Regions from separate parts of the Sus scrofa genome. Here regions 1 and 2 are each linked to region 3. The links are chromatin contacts, called in public HiChIP or PLAC-seq maps. All regions are on one chromosome and are shown on one strand. The core of a region is the stretch at or near the end of the contact, and the rest is flanking DNA. Distances in the headings are between cores, read along the strand shown.

Region 1 (4,313 bases), core at 1,712-4,211, 180 kb after region 3:
TTTCCTTCTGCCTGGCAAACTTATAATCATTTCCTTCTTCACTTGGGGAATCTTATACTGATCCTTCAAACTCCAGGAAACCTTCCTTAACTTTTCTCCATCGCATGGTGATGAGGGTCCTGCCCTCTGTCCTCCATGGCATCCTTCCTTTATCTCGACCCTGGAATTTATTACACTCTGGAACACCTCCTGATTTCCTTCTCCCTGGCCTCTGGGGCATTGCTTAGCATCCAACACTGATAACTCTGTAAATATTTTAACGGATAGATGGATGAAAGGATGAGCTTATTAAATTATTTCTCATGCCATTTTTCATTGCTGGGTGTCTGTCCATAGTTCTGTTCCTAAGTAAAGATCCACTGCACATGGAGTGTAGGTTAATTTTCTCTTCCCTGTTGTAGAAAGGGAAGTTTGGAGTATTACTATGCCTTTCCACCCCAGAACCACCCCTTGGCTGCAGTCTGTTTCCTTGAGTCACAGCTTATTTTGTGTGCAAAGCAAAGCCTTTCAATTCAAGCACTAACTCCTCTGGGTCCCTCCCCTGGGTCTTTGTACTCTGAGGTGACTAACTCCTTTAAGTTTCTTCCTTTATCCCAAAGAAAATCCAAGATGCCACAACTGAATCAAACAGGCTCTCTTTTAGAATGTTTATATCAGGGCCCTATTACTTTTGGACCAGATTCCTCTCAGCCTTTGAGCACTGTGGACGGTATTGTCATCTGGTGTTAGGGCATCTGTTGCGGATTTTCTCTCCAGGGTGGTCTTCCCATAAACTGAGCTTGTAACTAAATATTTGGAGTGTTGAGGCCGATGGCCTGCCTTCTTTTACCTGCCCAGTGGTTCTTTTCCTTATGCCTGCATTTGCATAGTTGATTTATGCCAAATATGTGCTGTATCCCTTGTTTTATAGTCCACCCAAGTAATTTTAAAAAACAGGCCAAAAAGAAAAAAGCCTTGACCTGATACCTAATAACATTTAATAAATGTCAGCTATTGTTATGATGCTGTATTTTGTATTTTGCTTTACAGCTTGTATGACTTAGATGTATGTTTTCTTTATTTGATCAGTGATATGGCCTTGTGAGTTAAATATTACTGTTTGCTGTGTTTTATAGATTTAAAAAAAAAAAAAAAAAACAAGCCTCAAAGAGATGAAATGACTTGTCCATAGGTACCAGGACTGGGTTCTCATGAAGGTCCTTTTGGCTCTAAATCTTGTTTGTTTGTTATTTCTGCTTGTGGACCATTTTTCTCATTTGGGTTGGTGAATTCTTGGCTCCATAAGAGCAGAGACCAAATCTCTCCATACCTGGTTGTTGTAGCCCTTGACCCAAACACAGTGCTTGGCATTGAAAACATACTCAGTTACTCAATAAATATTTGCTAATGACTTTGTGTCTCCTGGTCAGAGTCAGACATACAACTACAATAGTAGAGCCTATGTGCACTGCTTCCTCACTGCCAGCCTTCCCGACCCCTGTGTAGGGGTGTCAGCTATGTCTAGGCATTTACAGTGAAACAAACATTTGTCTAGTAACTACTACGAGGGAGGCCCTGTGATGGTGATAGGAAGGCAAGGAAGAAGCTAGGAGTATCCTTTATCTCAGGGGGCTCCCTAACCCTAACCCCCTAGGACCAAGTGCACGAGGCTGTGAAAGCTATTTTTACCAACATTTTATTATCAAAATGGTCAAACATACAGAAAAATGGAAACAATTGTGAACACTTAGAACCATCGTCACATGGATTCTGCCATTAACATTTTACTCTGCTTGGTTTATCATGGCTGTACCCATCTATCTGTCCTTCTGTCCATCCTGTCTGTCCACCTGAAGTGTTTGGAATAAGTCGAGACATGATTACACTTGTGAAAGCAGTTTGAAATATTACCTGAGATACTTACTAAATTCTGTTTGGTTGCTACCTACAAACATCATCAATACCTACACCAGAATTTATTCAGTATATTCTGTGCACTTTTAAGTCTGCTGTCTCATTTAATTATTTTGAAAATCTCGTAGGCTAGATGTTATTACGTTGCAGATGAAGAAGCTGAGGATGGAGGTCATTAGATAGATTTATCACACACAGACTGACTTCTGCATTGCTTCTGACAATGCTGGAATGCAAAAGTCTGGCTTTCTAATTCTAGGAAATAGATTTAAGATGGAGTTATAAAGGTTAGCTGGTCAACTTCGGTCTTCATCAGGTAAGGTCCTTCTGTCCTACCCCACACATCAGTTACCTAGGTAAAGAGAACTAGTCCTTTTGGTTTATTTCAAATCCCTGGTAACATATTTGTCTAACATAAAGTTTTAAGATAAAAATGATCTCTAGAATAAAAAGTTATCCTCTTACACTCACAATTAAAGAATCATACTTGAGACTAGGTGAAATCTAAGATTCCCTCCTCTCCATAAGCTCCAACCCGTTACTCTTTGGTCTGTGCTCCAGAATATTTGAGTTACCTCCCAAAGAGCTGGCTTTTTTCTCTTCTTTGCATTCATCTGAAATGTTTATAGTTGGAAAAAATGAATAAATGATTCAACTAGTTCCTTACCTCTTCTGAACCCGGAGTTCCTGGCAGTACTTCTGCAGCTGAGACCCCAGTGGAGGCCGGTCTCTGTGTATAAAGCTGTGTCCACTCTGCTGGTTGAATGATAAAGGGATCCAGGGATCCCCATCAAAACCCATGTCTCTCTGAAGCCTTCCTGTATGGAGAAGGCTATAGATTAGGAGCAACCATAACTTGGGAGCAATCTCAGTAATCAAGAAAGTCTGATCTCAGCTCTGCAGCCTCATCAAGAACCTAACCCACACCCTTTGAAAAAGCTGCTGTAAGCCTGGCTTCTCAACAGTCAGTATCTGTGGCTCAAAAATGCAAGACTAGGGAGTGTCGGAGGGAGTAAGAAGCTGCCTGGGTAAGTGGCTCTGCCCTCTGTAGCTTCTGTCTCTCCTGAAGGCTTCAGTAAAAGGTCTGAACCATAGCACAAAGAGCTGTTTTCTGCCAGTAATGCTGTGTGTATTGGAGAGTATTAGAGTTTTGGAGCTTGCCCAAGGAAAGCAAAGCAAGCTATCGGGACATAAGATCTTGTTGCCAATTAATTATTCATAATGTTTTTAATAATAAGGATTTCATCTTCTCTAATATTATTTGGATAATTCACCACTGATTAGTGAAAATTATCGCTCGTGGATGAGCACCAGTCCAGCGTCTGGCATTTGGGAGCAGCTGTTCTCCATGACCCCTGGAGTTCTCCCTCAGCACTGGCATTCCGTGAGCCTAAGATAGATGGGGAGAGAATCGGGACCAGAGTAAGGCCTACTGCAGTTGTCCTGGCATGAGGCCGTGTGGTCTGGCTTTGGCCAGGGGTCAGAGACCAGCCCGTGGACCTGAGAAAGAGAGTGAATCACTGTGCAAGTATTTATCGAGCACCTCCCATGTCCTGGGAAGCAGCAGCCGGACAGCCATGAAGGAGTATTGGGTTTGGAGTTCAAGTGGTCAGCATTTCACCCGAGGCTGTTCACTTACTCTCTTTATCATCTTGGACAGTTCATTTCACTTAATGGGTCTTAGTTTCCTATGTAGGGAATGGTATTGACGGCAGTATTTTATATCAAATGGTATTTGGTAAGTTGTAGCATGCTGGTGGTAGTAATGTGTTTTCAGATGATTAGGACAGAAGAAATTGATTTTTTGGGAAAAAGGTTAGTGGGGTCTCTTTTTCATATACTTATCTCTCTATGCAGTTAAAAAAGCTAAGAAGGGAAAAATCCGTATTGTTTGGGGGTAAGCACTTTCTTCCTTTTAAGCTGTTCTTAATCTTGATGGGTAACTTGGGGAGTAGGTAGTATTATTCCTGTTTGCATGAACGCCTGAGCTGGGTATCTGACTCAATCTAACTCAGGCCTATGCCCTTTCCAGCTCACAGGCCGAGGGTTGGAGAGAGTGAATCTCTCCTCAGATGCCCCAAGCAACTGTTTCCAGAGCAGTTTCACTTGTGCTCTTATCAGTGGCTTATAGGGTACTGTCTTCAGCAACCCACATTCTCAGGGTGATAGCTCTAAGGATGGGTACACGTTTCAGAAGAGGTCTAAAAATGCTAGTGTGGTACCCATCAGCTCCTGCCAGAGTTGAGCAAGAACATTCATTCACTCAGCAGATATTTATTGAAAGTTTCTTTTATTCCAAGGACTTGGTTAAATACTGGGAATATAGCATTAAACCAAACAGAGGCCCTGTCTTCCAACTGCTCATATTCCAGAAGTGGGACAGAAATAAAGTCACAGCGCTGTATAAGTAGATGGAAATT
Region 2 (3,901 bases), core at 1,332-3,831, 150 kb before region 3:
ACTTCTGCAGCTCAGAGCGTCCAGGCAGGGCTGGAGCTTCAGGGTTCTCAGGTTCTCAAGTGCTTCAACCTCAATGTCCTACCCCCCACCTGAGAATTCCACTCCTTCCTGATCAGGGTCCTGACCTTAGTCACATCAGGGTGCAAAATTAACAGTTTTGCCAAAACTCTGCCACCCTTCTAATTAAATCCTGGGCCTAGTCCCCAGCTTTTTTCTGCTCTGCAGCTGCAGGAGATGAGAAGCCCCAACACACTACCAAAGGGACCCTCTGAATTTCACACATTGTCTTAAATTAGTGATTGATCACTTCCAGGCTTTCATTGGCTTTCTCCAATATGTTGATAGCACTACGTGGAGCCATCACATTCATTAGTCTTAGTAATGACTACTTCCCCTCAAATCTCTCAAACATCTCATGTCCCCGCCAGCCAGTGCTTTTCTTCGCACTATCACCCCCAACTCACCAAGAGTGAAAATCCTCCCAATTTCAGGGTGTCTGGGTGTCAGGTGCCATCAGTACTGCCCCTGCCACAATGATGGCTTTCTGATTGCCAGTTCACTGACAGGTGACCCAAAATCCTAGATAGAACTGATCCTGCTTCCAACAGCCTTAGATTAGGTATCCCGGGAAATGGACTCCCAAGTGGATATCAGTTTGCAGAAAGTTTATCAGTAGGCACTTTTGGGAACACCACCTTGGAGGGGGTAAGCAAAAAGCAGGATTGGGTGGAGGGAGCAGTTGAGCTGGATGCAGTTACCAGGGACTCTGGAGCTGGGATGGCCCATCTAGGCTGTCATGAACAAAGCCAAGGGAGCTACACTTGCGTACCTTCCACATTAATCCATTGATGGACATGTGTTGCCCCCAGAAAACAGGAACGGCTTTGCTTGAGATAGCAGCCTTCACACCTGGTGGTCATTTTGGAGAGGAAGTCAGCCATGAACTGTCAGCGGTCTATACTCCTGGCACATGGAGAAATGGGCCTGGGCAGTACACCACAACACCCACTACACTGAATGAATGATTGAATGAATGAATCAATATCCTGCTTCTCTTTCTAACTACCTTGAAAAAAAAAAAAAGGGCTTCTCTAGTCTGTGATCTTTTCATACCCAGCAATGCTTGTTGCCCAGAATTATGCTCTACATTTGGTACCTTCATTTAGAAAGAACCTTCTGAAATGCCCTTCTAATTCAATCTACTTATTCCCCAGATGAGAAAACTAAGGTCCAAAATGTGTAAATAACTTGCTTGAAGTCTGACCGTGAATTTGTGATTGAGCCAAGACATCACAAGGGCTGTTTCAGCTTCAGAAACAGAGGTCTAAATACATAAGGATTTCCTTTGACAAATACAAGAAGTCTGAAAGCCCAGCGTTGGTTTCAGGCTCCAGTTACCTCGGACTCTGCCCCCCCAATTCTGGCACATGGCTTCTATCCCCACGGTCAAGGTCTGACATGGCTCCAGAGTTCCATCTATCACATCTGATTCTAGGCTTGAAGCAGGAGAAATCTGGGGAAGCAATAGGGCAGCTTCTCTATCCATTTTCAGCAGGCTTCTCCGAAGCCCCTTCTGACTATACATCCTTGGCTAGAACTTGGTCCCAGAGCCTCTCCAACTATAATGGAGGCTGGCGAATGTTGTCTTTATTCTAGATGACAATTTTCCCAGCAGAGAGTGGAAGGTCTACATCTAAGTGAGAAGGAGGAAATGGATGTTTGGTAGGTAAGTTACAAGCTTTACCTCATTGGCAATAGGACTGTTAAAAAGCACCCATTTAGGGATTACACCTGGATTGGTCCCCTCTTAGATGCAGGACTATTTTAAAATTATTTAACCTCTAGACTTTTTGTTTCTCCATATGTAAAACAGACAATTATCCCTAAACTCACAGATATATTGTGAACTACCATGTGGAAAGCACCTAGCACAATGTCAACTTCATGAACTGGCAGAATATCTACCTCTCCATCACCCAAGTACTAAATTACCTGATTACAGCGTAATGGCATTACACTCCGTTGCTCTGTTTAACTGCCCCCCAACCCAGCCAAAAAAAAAAAAAAAAAAAATCTGGTTCCCATCTTGCTCTTTGGAGCACAGCTTTGTTGAGACATGTGTCCAGCATTCCACCAACTTGTTGGGGATAGATTATGGAGAAGAAAAGAAAAGTCCAGGGAGTTCCCTTTGTGGCTCAGCAGGTTAGGAACCTGACTAGTATCCATGAGGATTTGGGTTGGATCCCTGGCCTCACTCAGTGGGTTAAGGATCTGGTGTTGCTGTGAGCTGTGGTGTAGGTCGATGCCACGGCTCAGATCCCGTGTTGCTGTGGCTGTGGTGTAGGCAGGAAGCTACAGCTCCAATCTGACCCCTAGCCTGGGAGCTTCCATATGCCGTAGGTGCAGCCCTAAAAATAAATAAAGGAAAAGAAAAAAAAAAAAGGAAAAAAAAAAGTCTGACATGATGCTTTCAATAGGCTTCTCTGTGAGTTCAGCTGGTGACAGACAGACATAAACCCACAACAATATCCTCTCACTCGGGAAGCCAGATCCAGGCTCTAATTATTGCCACACATTCCCTGTGGGCAGCTCTTCCCCATGTGACACAGTCAATGCCTGCCCTACACAGGCCCCTGTGCCCCTTTGGGCGGCTCAACTCCTCAAACAGCTTCTGTAGATTGAGTCAGGCTCTGTCAGAGGAGCTGGTATATAGATATGTGTAAGGTAAGGTCCCTGCTTTTGATGAACCACAGTTTGGTAGGGAGACTGATATGTAAATAGATGCTTTCACTTCCGTTAGTTGAATGCTCAGTAAAAGGAGCTGGGGGTACAGAGGAACACCTAGCCTAACTTGGGGAGGGAGTTCATGGTGGACTTCTTGGAGGTGGTGATGTTTGAGCTGCATCTTAAGGGATGTATAAGAGTCTCCTTAAATGAAGACGAGGGCAAAGAACGGGGAGGGTCCCCCAGGAAAGAGAAGAGCAAAAACAAAGGCTCCGTGGAATAATAATATAGTTTGGTGACAGTTGAGTTGTAAAGGGAGACAAAGGGTCCTCATTATTGTTAGGGCCATTGGATCTCACATTCAAAGTTTCAGTGATTCGCTTCAACTCACCTCTTGCTAAGAATAAGCCATTCTGGAAAGCAGTAAACTCTCCATCACGTGCCAGCATTCAAGCAATAGGGGATGGGAGAATATGAGACCTGGTATAATTTTCTGTAATTGATCACTGCTAGAGTCACTTCCAGCCTTAGGATGCTGTGACTTAGGATGCTCCTGGAGCATGTTTTTCATAGGTGTGTTTGCCTGAAAACATTTGGCTGTGAGTTTCTTTGTGTTTTCTTAGCATTCCCTGATTCTCTTTAAATAGAAAACACAAGAATGAAAAAATGGGCAACTTGGAACACCTTTACTGTACCAAGCAGCCTCTTTCACGCACTGTCTCCTTTAAGCCTCACAAGTAGTTGTGAGTAAAAATAATGAGCCTATTTTTTTTTTAACAGATGAAGAAATAGGTCCAGTAGCATGCCTGCATCTATACAATTAGTGATGGAATGAGGGGTTGAATCCAAGCCTATTCAACTCTGGAGTTCATGTAAACTCCTCTACTGCCATCTTAAATGTCTTGACTTGGTTGGACAGAATTTTGACTCCCTTCCTCCCTTTCTCTCCTCAGTTTTAAATCCCTCCTCTTTGGGGAACTTTCCATTCAGAATGACCTTGAAGTTGCAATCATAGCCAATTATTCCAAAAGAGACTCCTGAATTGGCTGAGGTCAGGTTCTCCCAAGGAGAGTGGGCCTTTGTTTGATGGTTCATTCTTCTATTAGTAAGTCTGGCCACAGGTGGTTTGTAATGGCCCAGCATCATAAAAGGTTAGAGCTACAGTGACCTCAATCTC
Region 3 (4,398 bases), core at 43-2,542:
AGTAGAAGCAGGTTTCCAGCCCAGCCAGTCTGGCGCCAGAGCCTACACGCCAACCTATAGGTTACACCTGAAGAAGGCCTTTTGTAGGCAACAGAGCTCTCCATTAAACCTATGAGGAGGGCCCAGAGAGGTCATGGAACTTCATCAGTAACACACAGCATCACCCAATGCTTCGTTGAATCCTCAAGTTTCCACTCTAGAGCCATCCCACTCCTCCTTCCTCACCTCTCTTTTCTCTACAGCAGCCTTGCCTCTAAGCTGGCCTTGTAGGTTAATGGCAACCAGCTTGGGAGTCAAAATGAGGGTTAAATCTTGGCCATACAACTCACCAGTTGCAGGTACTTGGACAAGCTGCATGGTTTCCCGGCCTCAGTTTTCATATCTATCGAATTGTTGTATAGTCTTGTTCCCCTAGAAGGGAGACTGAAAGGGTTAACTGCGGTACTGGGCAGTCCTTCTGCGTCATTGTTTTAACTTCTTCAGAGCGCTGTGAAGAACACCTCCTCTGGGACAGTGTTCTCCTTGAAAGACATCCAGCACACACTAGGTCCTCAATTAATCATGGGATGCATGCATACATTTTCTTGAATACATGAGTGTCTAGCACAGAGGCCAAGGTAGGTAAACACTAGTTTCTCTCAGCCAGGTGACTTCATAGGGTCCAGTCATCTGCGTTTATTATTTATTAGGTTAATAAACTAATTTTGGTCAAAGTGTCCATAGCTGCTAACAGTTGAAACTAGGGTCATTCTTCAAGGTAAGATTGACATATTAACTGCAACTCTCTAGCAGTCAGACAAAAGTAGGCTGTTTTATCCTACCATGAGACCTTCCAGAAGAAAAGACAGAACAAAGAGAGGTAGAGGGAAGAACCGCCAATGCAGGGAGGGCAGAGAGAGGTGGGGGTGGGGAGGGAGCAGAGGAGGATGGAAGTGGTAGAAAGGGATCAAAGACCCAGGAAGCCCCCCTGCTGGCAGGTTCACTTGTTTTCACCGCTCACAGCCCAGAGCCTAGGACTAGGCAGGCACATCGTGGGCGCTCGGTAACTCTTTGCTAAAAAAAGCCTGGATGTGAATGAAAAAGGAAAAGGGGGCAGGGAGAAAAATTCCGGCAGGGGAGAGGCAGAGATGAAGAGAGAAAATCAGCGACAGAGCTCCAACAAAGACAGACAGGACAACCAGAGGCAGAGAGAGGGCGACCGGCGGCCTGGGCAGGGGGTGGGCGGACCTTGCTAGCGGAGCCGGGCGCCCCGGCCCCACCAGCGAGGGCGCAGCAGATGGGCTGCGGGTGCGCACCCAGAGCGCAGCGCCTCCGCCCGTCCGCTCACCCGCCCGCTCGCCCGCCCCAGGCAGCCATAAGTGGGACATGTGGCTGGAGGAAGGTCACGGCCTCGCGGAGGGGACTTTCCTGGGGTGGGGGTGGAGGACCTGGGAACGCTGGCCTTTAACTTCCCAGGTCAGACCACCCCGCGCGGCCTCTGACGCAGGGACCCCGGGGACCTGTCCTCTGGTCTGACCTTTTAAGTCCCTCCCTGCCATCAAGGCTCTAACAAAGTCCCTCCCCTCCCCCAGCCTAGGGGTTCTCACACTTGAATGCCTCAGAATCACCAGGCAGCTTTGCTCATTAATTTAATGGAACGATTAAATTAAGTCCGTGATTTAATTATTGTTAAATCCATTGTTGCCTGATCCACTGCCACCCCTGTTCTGATTCAGTGAGTTTCGGGTGGGGCCTGAGACTATGCATTTCTAATAAGTTTCCCGGTGAAGTTGATGCATTTGGTCTGGGGACCAGCCCTTGAGAACCACCGTCCTGTATGGGACAATTGTCTCCCTCATTTTCCTCCTTAATCCACAAAATACCTGTTCACCTTCCCAATGAGCCTGGAACCCTTGGCAGCTAAGCAAACAGGTGGAAGAGAGGGGACCTGCATTTGGGCAAAGCCAAGAGGACAAGGGGAAACTCAACTCCCAGCTCTAGAGGCTGTCACCAGCGTTAGTGGCTTACTCTAGTCTCCTGGGAGGCCTCTGTGTGGGATCCAGAACAGGGCAGAACCCTGAGTAGTTAAAAACCAGGTTAATAGGTTTGGCTCCAGAAAAGGAAGAAAAAAGCCCTTTCTTCAGGAGAGAAGAGTGTACAAGGAGGACGCCTATTCATTCATCAACCAGTGGTGCCCTAAGTAGTGCCACTGACACTCATCATTCAAAAAAAAAAAAAAAAAAGTTAATTGAGCAGCTGTTTATGCCAGGCACTTTCTGGGTGTTGGGGATATTGCAGGAAACAAATTTGAGATTAATATCTTAGGGAGAATGCTTTTCAGTAGGGAGATTAACAAGAAACATGGGAAAGAGTAAATTATTGAGTACGTTAGAAGGTAATAACTAAGGAAAAATGTGAGTAAGGTAAGGGAGTGCCAGTGGGTGCAGTATTCTTATTTTAAATTTTTTTAATTTTTATATTTTTAGATTTTATGGTCACACCCATGGCATATGGAAGTTTCCAGGCTGGGGATTGAATCTGAGCTGATACAGTTGGATTCTTAACCCACTGCACTACAGTGGGAAGGCTGAGTGGGTGCAGTTATAAACAAGATGGTCAAAGTAGAGCTTGTTGGGAAGATGACATTTGAATCAGGAATTTAGGTAGCTAGCTGACAGAACTTTCAGGTAAAGGGAACTGCCAGTGCAAAGGTCCTGAGGCAGGAGCATGCCTGGTGTGTCTGAGGCCTCCCGGAAGAGATCAGTGTAACCAGGGTGGAGGTGGGGTGTGGGAAGAACTGAGTAGGAGACGAGGGCAGAGGTCAGAGGCAGGCAGGAAGATGTTATAAGGCTGGGCAGGCCATTCAGAGGGGCTTGACTTTTGCCCTAAATTATACTTCCTTTTCTTTCTTTCTCTTTCTCTTTCTTTTTCTTTTTAGGGCCACACCCACGGCATATAAGAGGTTCCCAGGTTAAGGGTTGAATCGGTGCTGCAGCTGCCCACCTATGCCACACCCACAGCAATGCCAGATCCAAGTCACGTCTGTGACCTATACCACAGCTCTCAGCAACACCCACTGAGTAGGGCCAGGGGTCAAACCCACATTCTCATGAGTTCTTAACCCACTGAGCTTCAAGGGGAACTCTTCCTCCATTTTTATTTACTTTTTTTGTCCTGACTGTTCTTGCCTCTCCTGTCTACAATACTGAGCTTAAGACAGCATTCATCTGGATCACAGTTGGAATTGGTTTGTGGAAAGAGGCAACTTTCCTTAAATCAGCCAGCCCCCACCATGTCAGATGGGGCTTTCAAAGGTTGTAATTTCTCTTTCTAACCTGCAGGATAGAAGGTTAGCAGTTTAGCATTTGCTTCAGCACCCTCCTTTCTCTTCTCCCCTCGTTCTCCATGCCTCCCCCAGGCTCTAGTTCCCCCATGTGACTGCTCCCTGAGGCTCCCCAGCCTCCTACAGCCACACCATCCAATCACAATACGTGAGCTACACATGTCATTTGAAGTTTTCTAGTGGCCACATTAAGACAAGTAAAAAGAAACTGACACAATGAGTTTTAATAATGAATTTGATTTCATCCACTATATCCAAAATAGCATCTTGTCAACAAGTAATCAGTACAAAAATCAATGAGATATTATACCTTATTGTTTTCTATCCCGAGTCTCTGAAACCCAGGACCTACTTCACACTTGTGGCACACCTCGGTTCAGCTTAGCTGCATTTCAAGTACTCTCTAGCTTCCTGAGGCTAGTGGCTTCTTGGACATCACCACCCTAGGAAGTACTCCTTCCCGACCCTTCCCCTCCTCAACATAACTAACTCCCCCTGTTTCCAGAATAGCTGACACTTCCTTCAGGAAGCCTTCACTGATTCCTTCACTTCCCCCATTGGCCTGTGAGAATTAAATGAATTAAACTCCATAGTTATAGGCAAATTATTCTATTTCTGGCACAAAGTAAGTTCAAGTAAAGTGCTAGCTATCATTATACCACTTACTGCAATGGTAATAAACTGATTGTGGTATAACTCTTATTTCCTGCTTTCCTCTCTCTGCTACACTGAAAGCTCCATGAGAAGAAAGGACCGTGGCTGCCTTTTTCACTGCTTTACCTTCAGGACCTTGTGTCTGGCACAAGTAGATGAATATCCAATGTAAGTGTATTACATGAATGAATAAATGAATAAAAAAGAATGCTTGGAGTTATGATTAAGTATTTTAATTCTAATATTAGATAATCATAATCCTAGAAGACAATGATGTCAGGTTCCATGTTTAGAGATGTTCAAAGGGTAGATACTAAAGAGAGATAAAATTTGGTCTCTAAATGAAAAAAAAAAAAAAAAAAGCAAGGTAATACAGTGAAAGGGCCTAGACTCTGAATTCAGATAGACCTGGGTCAGAAGTC

What was found. HiChIP or PLAC-seq counts read pairs in DNA pulled down with a chosen protein or histone mark.
Region 1: a contact with region 3 is called in an H3K27ac HiChIP or PLAC-seq map of skeletal muscle. The contact joins two enhancer-like sites. A contact is called at or near these places in 2 of 2 datasets of contacts at active chromatin or transcription factors (alveolar macrophages and skeletal muscle).
Region 2: an H3K27ac HiChIP or PLAC-seq map of alveolar macrophages shows a contact between it and region 3. The contact joins two enhancer-like sites. A contact is called at or near these places in 1 of 47 Hi-C or Micro-C datasets (embryonic fibroblasts) and 1 of 2 datasets of contacts at active chromatin or transcription factors (alveolar macrophages).

Annotation. Positions count from the first base shown.
Region 1 is chr6:153,157,084-153,161,396 of Sscrofa11.1, reverse strand. All of the region lies in intron 4 of FGGY (FGGY carbohydrate kinase domain-containing protein), which reads left to right. Among named protein-coding and RNA genes, the nearest start is that of FGGY, 54 kb to the left of the region's middle. Within about 2 kb of position 2,961, at least 11 of the 83 cell types and tissues checked have an H3K27ac peak or open chromatin away from gene starts, as enhancers often do. A contact at or near this core is called in skeletal muscle, where this site is marked.
Region 2 is chr6:153,482,586-153,486,486 of Sscrofa11.1, reverse strand. No RefSeq gene overlaps it. Among named protein-coding and RNA genes, the nearest start is that of JUN, 200 kb to the left of the region's middle. Within about 2 kb of position 2,581, at least 1 of the 83 cell types and tissues checked has an H3K27ac peak or open chromatin away from gene starts, as enhancers often do. A contact at or near this core is called in alveolar macrophages, where this site is marked.
Region 3 is chr6:153,332,300-153,336,697 of Sscrofa11.1, reverse strand. The region is part of intron 3 of LOC102165506 (a long non-coding RNA gene); the gene reads right to left. Among named protein-coding and RNA genes, the nearest start is that of FGGY, 120 kb to the right of the region's middle. Within about 2 kb of position 1,292, at least 39 of the 83 cell types and tissues checked have an H3K27ac peak or open chromatin away from gene starts, as enhancers often do. A contact at or near this core is called in alveolar macrophages and skeletal muscle, where this site is marked.